Regions from separate parts of the Gossypium hirsutum genome. Here all the other regions are linked to region 2. A link is a contact called in public Hi-C data. All regions are on one chromosome and are shown on one strand. The core of a region is the stretch at or near the end of the contact, and the rest is flanking DNA. Distances in the headings are between cores, read along the strand shown.

Region 1 (3,722 bases), core at 47-2,546, 200 kb after region 2:
CTCATAGTTGTTCTTTAGCATTTATACTATCCCTTGGAAGTTAGATTCTAGCTCACAGCAGATATCTCTTTTAACTTTCACATCTTGATGGCTCTAGTATACCTAAGAATCTTTCCTAATACATTAAGATTTTGAATCAACAATTACTTTTTCTTTTTCTAAAAAGGGATTACAATAAATGCAAATTGAAGAAATATTAAGATTTAAGACCATATATAAGATCTATATAAAATACAGAAACCTCTATTGCATAGAACCTCATCTACACATCAACTCGTACAAGACTTTCAAGTTTCAACTTGATTGCTCTGGTTTGTTGAACAGATGAAGGAGGAACACTAAGTGAATAAAGGTACAGAATGCTTATGAGTTAGTTGGGAAAAATCGTTAATGAAGAAAATATCTAGCACCCTTTAAGCTGCATTTGGCACTGTATCTATGAATAAAGCAACAAAAACCAAGAAACTCATAAAGATCAAGCACATTTCCACAATACAGAAAACCCTCAAAAAAAGAAGAGATAAAGAAATGGTATTACAGTTACAGATTTTATTATCGTCGTATATAGGCAATTAAGCATCTCGAAAAATCCAGAGCCAACCAGACAGATCTTTAAAAACCCTAGCAAGACCGATCATCAATCTAAAGAAAAGCCCTACAGAGAGAGAAAGAGAGAAACGAGGATCCTCAAACTCAAGCCTCCGCCTTCACGGACGACGATGAAACCTCCTCACCATTCGCTGCTTCCGTGGCTGACGGAGCATCGGCGGCGGCACCAGTAGCAGCGCGAGATTTGACAGTATCGAGCATACGCTTGCTGATCTCCTTGGAATACATCTGAAGGATCTCGATGCCATCATCGTCGGGGGAGAAGGCCGCACCGGCGACTGAGAAAGCTTCCCCCTCGATAGATTTGGCCAGGGAGGAGGCCTCGTCCTCAGGGATGGTGCCGTAGCGTTTGGAAAGTACAGATTGGGAAGAGAGCGTCTCGACAAGACGGTTGATAACGGCATCGCGGGTTCGTTGAGTGGGGGGCCAAATTCGGAGAGTAAGGTTATTGAGCTTGGCGGCGGTTTCATCTATTTGCGATTGAGCCTGGGTCTGGTGGGGCTCCGTTTCTGCGGTGGCTGAGTCTTGAGCAGTGGTGGTAGATTCAGTTTCGGCCATTTCTTTTGGTTTGGAACTTTTGGGCAGTGACCGGAGAGTAATGGGGGGATTTCGAGTTTGCGAGGGGAAGTTCTTTTAAGCCAATAAAAAATTAAAACAATAATTAGTAATTAGTATATAAGAAAGGGGATTGAATATGGGCCGAGCAACTTTCCCCATTTATATCTACATTTATTTATTATTTAAAGATAAGTAAAATATGTAAAATATTCTAAAAATTTATATTTGTATAATATTTAAAAGATTAATATCTTGCATATCCATACTTTCTATAATTATTTATTTATATTATAAATTTATTAAAAATAATGTTATTTTGAGTTCTATAATAAATAATATGTATTTTGTAACTGCTTTGTAAATATATTTATTTATTATTTATAATGTTATAAGTGATTCAGTAATATTTTTGTTTCGGTAGAATTATATATAAAGTAATTTAAATATATTTTAATTAATAATAAATTAATTATTATTTAGTTTAAATATTATATTAATAAAATTTTATCATAATTACAAATATCACGGTCAAATTATCATAAAATATTTAATGTGTCAGTTCAAGATAAACCTACAAAGAAACTTTTTATTTAATGTCATGTATCATAATGTTATTAATAACATATTTTTTTATGATTTTGGTTTGAATATAATACTAATTTTTTTATAGATAATATAATACTAAATTATGGCACACACATTATGTATAAAAATTAAATATGACTTTTGGTTAAAATGATAAAAATCAGAGGATAAATATTAAGATGCCTCGATTTAAATCCCATCGTAAGCATATAATTTTTTATATTTATTAAAATATAAAAAACATAAATACCTTTAAATATAATATATGTTGTTTTCCAAAATTCGAATTTTAACATCACTTTTTTTCTAATTGCAACGTCTAGAGGACTTGTAAGCAAAGCTAAATCACCATGCTCAAGTTATCTATTTGACTAATTGTATAAAAACTACATTCATTAACACCCTGTTTGATTCAATGTAATTACAACTCAATTCTATGAGCCCACCACAAACCCTTGTTTAATTAAATGGAATGCCACTGAATAGAGGTTGAATAGCATTCTTTGCCCCACCCTCTGAATTGTCATTCAGAGCACAGTAGGAATGTTGAAAGATTACCTTCCCCCCCCTCATTTTTTCATCATCATCCTTTCTGCAGTTTCAACTACAACATCCACCTTCAATACCTTCTCCATTTACAAAGCCTTAAACACCATTGCCCCTCACCAACTTTTTTAATCTTTTCCTCATAGGAATAGAGATCATAGAAATTTCTTAATTAGGGGCAAAATCTTCAACAAGGAAAAAATCCAGACTCAATTTAAGACCTTGGCATCGTTCATTTCAATTTTGGGTTCGAGCATCTGATATTTATACTGGCTATAAAGTCCCTTCTTTATCTTCTTCTTCTTTTTATTATTCTTCTTCTTGTTAATTTGATAGTTTTTGATTGTTGGGTAATTATTGAAATGATAGGTGTTTCAACTTCGAGTGAGTTTTGTGAAGGATCCACAAAAGCAACATGTGTTATGATATGGGTGGGTTTTTCCTTAAGGTATACACATTGATTGGTTTGAAAATGGTTCAAATTTAAATGGGTTTCTTTCTATTTTTTTTAGTTTATTTACTATTTGATTCTTATTGATTGATTTACTTGTTCTTAATTCTTTAAATTACAGTCTTCGATTTCGTGTTCTTTCAGTTCAATTAAAACGGGTTTGTCTGTTTTTACTTTTTCTGTACTGCTTGATTCTTATTGATTGTCCCTTTTGTTGATTTTGTTGTTCTTAGGTCTTTGCAAATTATAGTCTTTTCTTTTGTGTTCTTTCAGTTCAAATTTAAATGGGTTTGTATTTTTTAAAATTTTTTATACTATTTGATTCTTATTGATTGCTCCTTTTGTTGATTTTACTGTTCTTAGCTATTGACAAACTACACAGCATTTGCTTTTTGTGTTCTTTCAGCTAAATTAAAGACTAAATTTTACATGTATGTTCAAATTTGTTTATGTTCCTTTTGAAATCTTGTTTTACTTACTGATATTTCCCTTTTCACTTTTGTACTAAATACTTTTATAAGTAAATATATCATGGAGGCTCATGTACTAGTAGTCAGATTGCGTTTTGCCCCATTTACTCAAAAAATGCGCAAATTAGTCCCTGTACGTTAGGTCAAAGAGCAAATTAGTCATTTTTGTAAAAAACTTCATTCATTTCTGATGTTAAAAATTGGCGTGGCTAACAGAATAACCGGACAAATACACGTGGTGTGTCACGTGTACCCCATGTTGACGTACAATGACCAATTTTTAATAGTACAAATGGATGAAAATTTTAACAAAAGGACTAGTTTTCTCTTTGATATAATGTATAGGGACCAAATTGTTTAATTTTTTAGTAGAGGGAGCAAAATGCAATCTAACTCATAGTACAAGGGCCTTCATGAAACTTTTACCTACTTTTATTCCCAATAATCGAGTCATGGATGTTGTTCATTGGTAGGGTGATATACTGTAATTTGTTGATGATTCT
Region 2 (3,928 bases), core at 361-2,860:
TGTCAGCTAACTTAATTTTTTTAAGGTATTTAACTAATGCTAATAAAACACATTGATGTGGCATTAATGATCTATAAACTAGTGAAACGAGGCAGCCTCATATTTTGAAATGTGAAATTTTTTTAATAAAATTTTAATAAATTTCTTTTTACCATGTGTTAAAATATGAGACTGTCTTGTGTTATCAGTTTATTAATCGTTAGTGCTACATCAGTGTATTTTAATGATATTAATCATTTACTTAAATAAATAAATAAATTAACTACAATTTTTGAAGATCGGATACCTTAACATATATACACTTTTTTGAAACCCGTTGGAATATAGAAACAAGGCTGTTGAAAAACTGGGTCAATTTGAGCATAAATATTTTGAAAATAAACTGGTTTGGGCATTTGGTTTTGGGTCCCCAAAAGCTCAATGGAAAACGTTAAAACAAAACAAGGCAGCCCAAATTTGAGACTACCAAAGTGATCCTTTAGCATCCAGCTTTTTTTTTTCCACAAAATCAGCCCAAATTTTCTCTAAACAAAAGAGAAAATTCTGGATTAATAGTGAATCAGTACTAATACCTACATACATATTTGTGAAAGTCGCAACCACCCACTTATTGATGTAAGAAAATACCTTACATATTGGGTAAAATTAGTAAAGGCAAATGAGCATGAAATTCAAGCCCATGGTGGCATAGAAATCTTCATTGTCTTCTTATATGGCTAGTTTGGATATTTTTCAGTGTCAATTGGTGGCTTAGGTTAAACAATTTGAGTTGCCAAATTGCTTCAAGAAATAACAAAAAAAAAAGGAATCTTCATTGTTAAGTGGTAGTTGTGATTATTATTAACAAATATAACATATACATCCAACAAATTTCAGCATAAAAACAAAGGCACTTGTTTTCTTAGACTCCTTTGGACAAATGAATCCTTGTTATTTTCATTTCAAACCCAATCTAATAATTTTAGATGAACACATTATTAAAAAAAAACATAATTAACCTTTATATCCCCCGAATTCTTGTTTAATTATTTTATATCTCAATTTTTTAAAATTTAGTTAAAATATTCTTTTTAATAGTATTGACATGATAACGTATAATAATCCTTATGTATTTTATAAAAATTAAAAATAAACAAAATTAAAAATTTTAATAAAATGTTTTTTAAAACTATTCATAGTAGCAATAAAATACATATAGATCCCACATGGGTTATCACGTTATTATCATTAAAATTTTAATAGTTCAATTAATTTTTGCATTAAAAAGAATAATTTAAATTAAAATATATAAGGATTAGGATTAAATTTAACATTATAAACATTTAAAATCGACATATAAATATATTAATTGGGAAAAAAGATAGGATTAATATGAAGTGTTGGGTATAAGAAAAAGATAAAAAGAGATTATAATGTAAATGGTGAGGAATGAATGTCAAAGGCGTAATGGAAATGGATTCATTGTGAGAATGACAAATGGTATTTTGATTTCTTTAATAAACAACGACAAATTATAAAGTGAAGAAAGAGATTCCATGTTATGACTAAAATTGGGATTCCCTGTCGTATACGATCACTACTTGGATTCCGCCTATCATGTGGCTTCAATATCACACGCTTAAAATATATGTATCCTTTAAACTATTTCTTCATTGACTAAAGTAATCATAAAATTTATATCTTAACGTAGTCATTTTGTGAGAATGAAATATGACTATAATAAAATTAAATAGGCATAACAGTGATTTGGTTAGATTAAATAAAATGAATATTGTAATGGTATTCATACGTTTAGTTGAGCAGAACAGATATGGAATGATCACAAATGATAATTTTACCCTTAGAAATAAAAAATATTTTAAGTATATTAATAATATATTGTAAAAATATTTAAATTAAATTATATTTTGTATTAAATTAAATAATTACTAATAATGAAAAATATAATTAAATAATAATTTTTAATATTAATTATATAAATGTTTTGATAAAAATATTATATAAATGCATATTATTACTCCATTTACCCCACCATAGCTTGCTCCCAAGCTTTACCACTTCCTTTGATATTTCATCGTACCATTATTACTCAACCATCACCCTAAAACCACCACAACCATCTACTCTGTTTCATCATTCCCACCATAGCAACCTAACGATTCAAAAGCCCCCATTACTCGAAGTCAAACCCAAATGCCAAATCCATCAAATTGACAACACCAGTAGCCGAAAGGATTCAAAAAATAAAGAGAACAGAGAAGCAAAGAAGAAGAAAGAAGGTGAAAGAGACGATCTTTAAAATTGACAACACCGACAACCAAAACGAAATGAATTTCAAGCTTCTCTGAGTTAAACCAAAGAAAATATTATATAATTTTAGGATTACTATATCCCCATCGCTAAAATTGGTTAAAGCTACTAACCTATTAACCAAAACGTGAAATCGAGAGTTACCCAGATCCAATCTTGATGAACTGAATCAAAGGAAATGGAGACGTATCATATACGTCCCTAGATCTTTGACATTGAAGACATATTTTGACAGCGAACTAAAAACTTTAGCGGTGTGGTAGATTTGAGGCAGACTAGGAACGAGAGTTTCGACACAGAGCAAAAAGTACCAAAACAGAGATGGAAATTAGGTGAACGAGTCAGAGATGAATCGATGGTTCTCAATGACAGAATCGAGGGAGGCACCACTTTTACTGTAACACTTTATGCCCAACCCGATCATCAAGTCCGAGTTCTGAATGTCATAATCAACTTGCATAACTTAACAAATTTTTAAACTAATTTAATTATGTACTTAGACATTATCAGATTTAAAATTTTAATTTCTACTCATGACATTTACGAAATAAATTTGTACAAAATTGATACTGTAATAAACTTGATAGTTATTTACAAAAATTTTAATGTAGACTTTGATACAGACATAACCGACATGATCCATGAGGTGTGGCCTCTAAGGGTGTCCCTTTATACGCATGTTATAACTGTCGCAACCTTAGCGCAATGTTGGCGGGGTCTGGCTTGGTCTTTTCCACTACGACTTCGATAATTTTGATCCTACATCAAAGGCAGTACAATAGTAAGTTCAGATGAACTTAGTGAGACTTTACACAATAAGTAACAAAGTATTATATTTCTGGGAATGAAATATAACTACCTGTGTATCTTAGGAAGTTTTGTTGTCTTGCTGGCGTAACCCAAGCTATGGAATCTCCAAACCAATCGTTTGGTGGGATTAGTTCCTGGATTAGATGTAATCTCCCCAACTCAGCCTAGACGTTAGGCCCGAATTCAGAATAGTATATTGGCCACTGAAATGGCCCAATAAGCTAACAGCGTTTATAAAACAATCATTTTAAAACTTTTATTTATCTGAGAAGAAAACTTAGCCTATCTCCAAAAAGAAATCATGAGTTAACAAAAACAGATTAAATTTAACATTTTCTTTATAACGGTGACTACTTTTGAAAACTTAGTTAATTTCCAATTTATTTACTACTCATAATTTACTTAAAATCTAGTAGCAGAAAACTGATATTCAACTTAGTTTCAATTAAGAAAAATCAGAATTATTTTATGCATAATTAATTCTAAATCTATGTTTCAATATCCTAAATTCAAATTAAATGCAATGCACGCTATATAAACCCAAAACATAAGTCTCATATCACAGTTCAAAAATAAAACAATACAGTTTTTGAATAACAGAAATTTCCATTAAAAATACTTTATAAAAAATGATTTCAAATCAAGACCCTCCGGATGCCAAGTCTGTGCCCTAACCTAGTGGGTTATCTGTAAAGATGGAAATTAAAGGGGAGTGAGCTTAAGAAGCTTAGTGTGAGTCTTATCACAAGTAATCAAGTGCAAAATAGTAACCATACATATTACAATCCATTTTCAGAACAAACACAAT
Region 3 (4,007 bases), core at 601-3,100, 240 kb before region 2:
AAGAACCCTAAAAATATAAACACACAATTCTCTGAAAGCTTGTAAAAGCTAATACTTAAATGTTTTATGGGTTAATCTTTCTAAGGTAGAAAGGAGCTTATTTATGGGCAAAATTTATAAGTAAAATAATCTTAAAATAATCTACACTAATCAAAGTTCGACTAGGACAAATAATCGGAATTTGACTGGAAGAAAAAAACTGAGAAAATTGCATGACACATCGCTACATCATGACGTCTCCTATTGTGTCGTCACAACGCCGTTTATTCTTTCCCCTGTCTCATCGTTGCATCATTGTGACGTTGCATGGCTCCTTGTCGTGACGTTGCTCTCTGTTTATGTCTTAATTTGATTGAAATGCAAGGCATACTCCACAATTCTCCACCTTGACTCGTATTTCCATAATGCTTTCTTTATCGATCCCGCCACGGGCCTATCTTGAACTTTGCAAGATATTAACTAAGTCCAAGCCATGCTTGAACTTTGAAATCGAAAGACTTCTAGTCTTTGACTTGTGGACTATCAAATCAAAATTGACTCAGGCCTGCTTTGCACGAATGTAGTGCTCTGTCTTTTCAAATCTTGTACCCAAAGCGAACTTATTCAAAATAGTCATACCTTTTTCTCTTCTATGACCAAATTGCCTTTACTTCAAACCAGTCGACTCTGACTCATTAACAGACAAGGGATTTGTTGTTTTACTAGTCACCGTTGAACCTTGCAAAACATAAAGATTGTCTGTCTTTTGACCATTCATCAGAATGAAAGCTCCATGAGAAACTTTAATGTCGTTTGACTTGATGTTAATTCTACAACCCTTCGAGTCTAGCATACTCAAGGAGATGAGATTCTTCCTTAAATCAGGTACATGTTTGACATCTAATAGTGTCCTATTTGTCTTGTTATGCATCCTGATCTGAGCGGTACCTACACCGATTGTCTTACTGGATGACCCGTTCCTTGAAAGCTTGTAAAAGTTAATACTTAAATATGTTATGGGTTAATCTTTCTAGGGTAGAAAATGACCTATTTATAGGCTAAATTCGTAGGTTAAATTATCTTAAAATAATCTACACTAATCAGAGTTAGATTAAGACAAATAATCGAAATTTGAGTTGAAGAAGAAAATTGAGAAAATTACATGACAAGTCGCCACGTCTCCACGTCCTTTATTGTGTTGTCGTGACATCATTTCTACTTCTCCTTGTTTTTTCATTGCGTTCTCGTGACATCGCATGGCTCCTTGTCACGATGCCGCTGTCTGTTTGTGTCTTAATTTGACCAAAATGCGAGACATATTCCACAATCAATTTATTTTTATATATTAGATAAAAATAATTATTCATTTAAGCGGTATGTAAATGTAAAATGGTTTTATATTGATAATTATGTTTGTATTGTGAAATATGAATAATAAATTTTATTATAAACTTAGACAAAATCAAAATTTATGTATAGGATTATGGATTTATCAAAATTAATGAAAAGTTTTGAGATTTTTTCTTTCTATTTATAAATTTTTTTGGTAAAATTTATAATGTTTTTTTAAAAAATTTATAGTCTCGGTTGAATGTAGCGTGTGGCTTGCGTCATTTAGTGGGTATACAAGGGTACACTATCACGTTCTTAATGTAGCCTTGACCTTAATGTGATTGCCTCTTAATGAAGACATGTATAGGTACATTATCCAAATTAGTAAATGAAACCCCATCAAAATGTGTAGACCCAATGCTAGATTAGTTTTCACTTTTATTGAAAGCCTTGTAGCCCAATCAAATCTACCAGTTTGACTGACCCCACTTACCGTACAGAACAAAAGGGCCCAATCTCATCTTTCTTCTCTTAGGTTTCCTCACTTTTTTTTCTTTGTTTTATTTTTCAATCGCTTAGGTTTCATGTTTATAGTAAATGAAATAAGAAATATTGGCAGTGGTTGAAGATGCGAGTGACTAAAAAAACTTTTAAGGTCTGTTTGATCGGTGGAATTAATTTTTTGAAAAATTATTTCCAACTTTTCCGACGTTTGATTGGCGAAAAATATTTTCTATTTACAGATTTTATTTCTGTAAGACATTTTCCATTCATTTTCTTGGGTCAGCCTCTCATTTCCTTCTCATTTCATTTCCTCCATCGATTCTCATCCAAACCCACTTCCCAAAATCAACCGGGCATTGTTCCTCTCTTCGCTCATCACCATCAATGCCGCGGCGATCGCCGGATGGTTGCTCTTCCAAAAGCCATACCATGCTTCTTGTTGAGACTTACCATCAACACCGGAGGCTCATGGCTTTAATTGAAAAGCCAGAGAATGAGGGCTCTTGCCCTATGCAAATACTTGGAGATGATGGAGATTGGACCAAAAATGATTTCTGGGCTACAGTTAAATTTCTCAAGCATGCCTTCAGATCCAATGAAATCCTCCAGGTTCCTTTCTTTTTGCTCTTTCTCTGTGTTTTAATAATTTTGTGATCTTAAAGTTCAGATTTTTACTAAATTTGGAAGTTGGGTTTTAAGGATGTAATGATGTATTATGATGCTTAATGAAAATGGGACCTTGTTTGGTCTCTGAGAAAGGATGGAAAAAGGAAAAGTTTGGTTAGAAAATGGATGGGAAAATACAGTGAATTTAGTCTTTACAGTTCAAATTTTTACTACATACGAAAGTTGGGTTATAAGTATATAATGATTTATTATTATGCTTTATCTGAACTGAATGAAAAGGAAAGTTTGTTTGGTCTCTGAGAAAGGAATGGAAAATGAGAAATTTGGGTTAAAAAATGGATGGGAAAAATATAGGAAATATAGATAGTCCTTAAAATTTAGATTTTTATTGAGTTTTGAAGTTGGGTTCTATGGTTGTAATGATTATTTTGATGCTTTATTTGAACCGAATGGAAATGGCACTCTGTTTGGTCACTGAGAAAGGGATAGAAAATGGATGGGAAAATACAGAATATTGCAAAACATGGGATGTTTTCTAGTTTTTCTATTCGATTATTCTTTGATTTTTTAATGGTTATGCATTTGTGAACAGGTTTTTCGTATGTGGAAGAACATAGATAAATCAAGAATCAATGAATTGAACTATGAAAAGATCATAAGATTGTGATGTGTAGCTGTTACGAGCATTTTTTGTTTATACATTTTGAGTTGGCTCAAGATTTCTTATACTTCTTTCTTATGCTTATTGATTTGTAATTTCAATGATTGTTTTCTGACCTTGTTTGATTGATTCTGGTGTGAATCCCAACCAGCTTCAGTCTCAGGTTGCTTCTTGTACTATCGCATATTGATAGGGAATTATTGTCTATAACAGGTTGCTTCTTCAGCTTCAGCCTTAGTCTCAAGTTGCTTCTTCAATTTAATGGTTGAGAATAAGGATGCATAGGCTTTAACAGGTTGGTTTGTGCTGCCATTGTGTGCCCAAAGAAAAAGGATAACCCAGATACCTGCTTAAAGTTTTGCATTGTTTTGGAGAGTGATTATTGATTCAAGAGAGAGAACCATTACATGATAAGGTTTTTCTCGAAAGGGTTTGATGATAAAAGACTCCAGGCCATAATGGCCATTGATTTTTTAGGTTAAACCCGTCTGTAATAGACACTGAAGCATTTTAGAGGTGAAAATATTTTTATATAGTATGGCAGGAAAATCGCCTATCCCTTTCAGCTCATCCTTGACATGTAATTGTACTCTTTAGTATAGGTCGAAAAAATGTTTGAAGTGGTTCAAGCAGATAAGGACGAGAAGACCTGCACTGAATGTGTTGATCTAAAATACAACTCACCAAAAGATTCAGGGTAATGACTGACACCTATTCTGTACTTTGAAGCTGAAATGTAATGGTAGCAAACTATATGCTTGTGCGTGCCATCTCACTGGTGCATCGCGGTGTAGAAAAATTGGCTGCATCATTTTGAGGAGATTTTTGTTGTTTTATCATTTGCTTTTGGACTATTTTTGATATTCTTACTCATCTAACCATAAATAACTAGTGTTTTTGAGAA
Region 4 (4,264 bases), core at 1,749-4,248, 160 kb before region 2:
AAAGATGCATCAATTTATGAGAATAAGTTATTTATTTATAGGCCAAATGAGGTAGTCTTCTAAATTAGTCATTGTAGAGATAATATCGACCTTAATAGCATAATAATCTTGGATAAATAAGCTCCAAAGAATATCCCAAGGTAAGCCTAATAAATCAAGAAATATTAGTTCATAAATCACCAAGGTTAAAGGATAAGTATAAGTCTTATCCAATAAGGCAAGTTGATCAAATCTTCCTTAAGCCATCAAGTTCTATCATCATGGTTTGAGACGAGTTACAATACGCCTTGGAGTCATATGGTAAAATCATATGTGAAAACCCAAGTAAAATGCTAATATCTCGTAGCATTTGTGTAACACCCCTTACTCGGTCCGATCGTTGGACTCGAGCTACATAATGCTACAGTCATAACCAAAACAGTACACATTCAATTCACATCAATTATTTCAAATAAACATGTAATACTTCATAAATACACAATTAATACTCAAATTAAACATAAATCTTAAAATCATAGTCAGTTCAATTCATAATAACCAAATACAACATTTCTCAGGCCTTATACGAGTTTACGTATGCTCCAGTATCACCCAATATTTAATTAGGACTAATTTGCAACATTTCCAAAATTTACAGGTTAATTATATCATAAATAAATCTTTCAAATAATCAATCATGTCATGAACACTCAAATATTATGATATACAATTAGATTCGAGTCTGAATCGAGCGTACGAAAGCTCTTAAGTTGACTTGAGCACAAATAAAGATCAAATTAAAACATTTTCAAGCGATAAGGACAATCATGAAAATAGGGGACACAATCGTGTGTCCAACCTGTGTAACTTTCTAAAGCCGTATAGGTCAAAACACCAAAATCTTCATCTAGTGGTCACATGGTCGTGTGACTGAGCCGTGTATCGTACTAAGGTCGTGTCAAAAATAACTGACCAAATCTATAGTACTCACACGAGCGTGTGGCTAGCCCATGTCTGACACACAGCCATGTGGCCGGCCTTTGTAGTACAAAATTTAACCATATAGTGCTTGTTTCAAAATCATTTTCCAAAGGTAGCCTCAAAAACACATTTTGGCAATTTGTAAATCTACTCAAAACATTACAAAACCAAGCCAAAACATACCATAAATCAACTTCTTAATCAACTAACTAACATGCCTCAATGGTACCAATACACAATGATCATTTCAATCTAAACAAACTATCAAACAATTAGGTACCATTCTCATCAAATTATTACCATTTGTACAAACACATTTAGCCATTCAAATGCGTTAATTATAACCTATGATATTACCTTTATACTCAATTATAACATGCCAATTAAGCATTCAATTCAAATGCCTTTTAAGGATTAAAGTCATCCTTATTCCAAGTAAACTCTTATACACATCAAAACTATATACATATCATATGCACATTCAACACAAGCATTATATATATGAATCATTTCACTATCATCCCAAAATAAACACTTAAACACATTAAAACCTAAACACATGCCACATAATCGATTCCAGGATGATTCAAAGTCTATCGAGTCAGAAGCTGGATAGTGTAAGCTCTAGAGTGATTCGACAGACACGTTCTATAAAATGCCAACTATAGAAACAGAAAATGAAATAGAGTAAGCATTACGAATGCTTAGTAAGTTCATAGGAATTAAAAAAAGTAAAGTCACCTCGATCACTATTATTATACAAATTTAGCTACTACATGACTTTCCTAGTGCCACATTTAACAATAATAAGGTGAGATCATCAGATGCAGTCTTAAAGTAATTCCATTTATACAGTATCATTCAACTCAATTCAATGTTGTTTAATCAGTTTCATCAAATATTTATATACTTCAGTTGTATCATCCTATCATTATATAACATATCATTTTTGGAACACCTGTCATCATTTTAGTCATATAGCATTTCCAATTTATACAATTCAATCCAAATAAATACCATTTCATCGAACCATTGAGCATAATAAGAAACATTTACATCATTCCAATTTCATTTAACCATTTCCAATCACAATATACAATATCAAATATCAATTAGGCCATTCCTTTTAACCTTAATCATTTAACAGATATAAATCATTTAGCAAAAACAATTTCACCTAACATGGCACAACATAGCAACTTTAGCAAAGTAAGATTTGATATAACATCAAAATTATAATTCTCAAATGGTATTAAACCAAGTTTAACCTGTAACAACCTATTTTTAGGGAAATCGAAATAGTGGTTTCGGGATTACAAATATGACGTGAAAATATTTATTTTATTATTATTTTAATTTCTACAGCACATTAGTATTATCGTATAAAAATTTGGTTAAGAAATTTTACCGTTTGCATGCTTAATTCGATAAAAAGGACTAAATCGCATAGGGTGTAAAACTTGAGTTCTATAAGTCAAAGGGATTAAATAGCTATTAAATTAATTCGTAAAGAGGTTTATGTGGTAAATATACCATTTTTTATGAGTGGACAATTATGGACGATTTAATGGTTTTATAATAAGGTTAATTAAGTAAAAAAACAAATTAATTAAAAGTATCATCTTCCTAGCCTATAATTGATCAAAATTAAAGAAACTCCATCTTTAACACCTTGAAGTTTCAGCAATGGAAGTCTTTGCATGAGATCAATTTTGAGGTTAGTTTTTAATGATTTTTATGCTTTGGGATTGTTATAATTTTTTTTTTTTGATAAAAGGACTCGAGAGTCAAACTTCAATTAATGGCATCATTCAATACAATTTCATGGATATCCGTCGGATAATCCATATTAAAAACCGTAGAACAATTATTCATTTTGGCCCAATTGCAAAGAGCATTAGCAACCTTATTACAACAACGTGGGGCCCAATTAAAATTGAACTGATTAAAAAAATTCGTTTGCATCTGGATTTCCCGCAAGCGATGGCCCGACATCGTCAGATCTTCCTGCCTTCTGTTGAACCGGTTGACAAGACTTGCACAGTCAGACTCCAACTCCACTAAATTCCAATTTTTAGACCGAGCAAATTTAATGCTCTCTTCCATGGCCTGCATCTTCTCCCACTCAATTTGCAACTCCTTATTCACAAAACCCATGCTCCCACCAAGTACAAAACCATCATCATCCTTGGCCACCAACCCGTAGTAAGCAGACTTCCCATGAACAGAGGCGTCAAAATTTATTTTTATCATACCCTGAGGCGGCTTCTTCCAGGTTTTATTCTCCGGCTTTCTCGAAAGTATCGGGTCTTCCAAAAAGTTACAAATCCGGAAGTCTTTGCTCAAAGTCGCTGCCCGGTCCTAGGTAACTTTAGCGTCTTCCTCAAACCCCTGAAGATACTATTATTTCTGCTATTCCAGACATTCCAAGGGACAGTGATAAAAGACTTAGTTTGGACGGGTGGTGTGTTTAGCTCCGATGAGGTTAAAAATAGCGGTGGCGATGAGATTAGTTACTTTAACGGTGAGATTGGATACTCTAGCAGTGAGATTAAAAATAATGGTGAAGTGTGTGTTTGGATTCAAACGCAGCTGTAGCAGTGAGATGAGAATAAAAAATAACTATTAAGGACATCATTTTAAAATTGATATATAATAAAATTTTTTAAATTATTTTACTTTTATAAAATTATTAAAATATGTGAATTTATAAATTAATTTAATAAAATATTAAAATATATTTTTTAATATTTTATTATAAATATTTTAATAAATTATATAATAAATTTAAATTATTTAATAGATAAAATATATTAAAATTGTATTTATATTAAAAAATTATTAGAAATTATATTTATATTGATTAATAAAACATATTAATATTAATCTATGATTAAAATAATAATAAAATAAAATTAACATATATAATTTTTTTAAAAGGATTGCAGGGGCAAAAAAGAAATTACTCCTTTCACTGGTTGCCCAGTTCACCCATTGCCCTAGTTCACTCCAGTTGAAAATTGAGCAGAAGTGTGATGAGATGGTGGAGATGCACCTCACCATTAATAATCTAAACAACAAAAAGGGTACAATAAAAATGCATATGCTTTAAAATTCCATCTCACATCCAAATGGAGCCGAAGTCAGACACCGCCTTGGTATCCAGTACTCTCGCAACATCCTCAATCCAGTCAGCACAACAGAGATAATTCCCATTCAGAATCTTGTTGTCAAAACCTCCAGCCTTCAACACCTTATGAGCCTTCGGGTAGTCTTTCAGAGCATGAATGAGAGTTTCCCTCTC

The links. Hi-C and Micro-C count contacts between places; a contact is called where the count stands out from the background.
Region 1: a Hi-C map of leaf shows a contact between it and region 2, with 4 times the contacts expected there. The contact joins the promoter of LOC107922546 here to the enhancer-like site in region 2. A contact is called at or near these places in 5 of 34 Hi-C or Micro-C datasets (all in leaf).
Region 3: a contact with region 2 is called in a Hi-C map of leaf, with 2.5 times the contacts expected there. The contact joins the promoter of LOC107921006 here to the enhancer-like site in region 2. A contact is called at or near these places in 2 of 34 Hi-C or Micro-C datasets (leaf and petal).
Region 4: a contact with region 2 is called in a Hi-C map of leaf, with 4 times the contacts expected there. The contact joins two enhancer-like sites. A contact is called at or near these places in 2 of 34 Hi-C or Micro-C datasets (both in leaf).

Annotation. Positions count from the first base shown.
Region 1 is chrD01:20,661,212-20,664,933 of Gossypium_hirsutum_v2.1, reverse strand. It overlaps LOC107922546 (MFP1 attachment factor 1), which reads right to left and starts at 1,296. Exons shown (of 1, transcript XM_016852629.2): 1 at 522-1,296. The coding sequence starts at 1,167. The coding sequence ends at 694. LOC107921189 reads left to right here and starts at 2,160. Exons shown (of 5, transcript XM_041087295.1): 1 at 2,160-2,729. The coding sequence starts at 2,661.
Region 2 is chrD01:20,858,688-20,862,615 of Gossypium_hirsutum_v2.1, reverse strand. No RefSeq gene overlaps it. Among protein-coding and RNA genes, the nearest start is that of LOC107922081, 32 kb to the right of the region's middle. Within about 2 kb of position 1,610, at least 2 of the 9 cell types and tissues checked have an H3K27ac peak or open chromatin away from gene starts, as enhancers often do. A contact at or near this core is called in leaf, where this site is marked.
Region 3 is chrD01:21,095,409-21,099,415 of Gossypium_hirsutum_v2.1, reverse strand. It overlaps LOC107921006 (pentatricopeptide repeat-containing protein At4g14190, chloroplastic), which reads left to right and starts at 1,850. Exons shown (of 2, transcript XM_016850858.2): 1 at 1,850-2,424; 2 at 3,317-4,007. The coding sequence starts at 2,200. The coding sequence ends at 3,388.
Region 4 is chrD01:21,017,960-21,022,223 of Gossypium_hirsutum_v2.1, reverse strand. No RefSeq gene overlaps it. Among protein-coding and RNA genes, the nearest start is that of LOC107921460, 11 kb to the left of the region's middle. Within about 2 kb of position 2,998, at least 7 of the 9 cell types and tissues checked have an H3K27ac peak or open chromatin away from gene starts, as enhancers often do. A contact at or near this core is called in leaf, where this site is marked.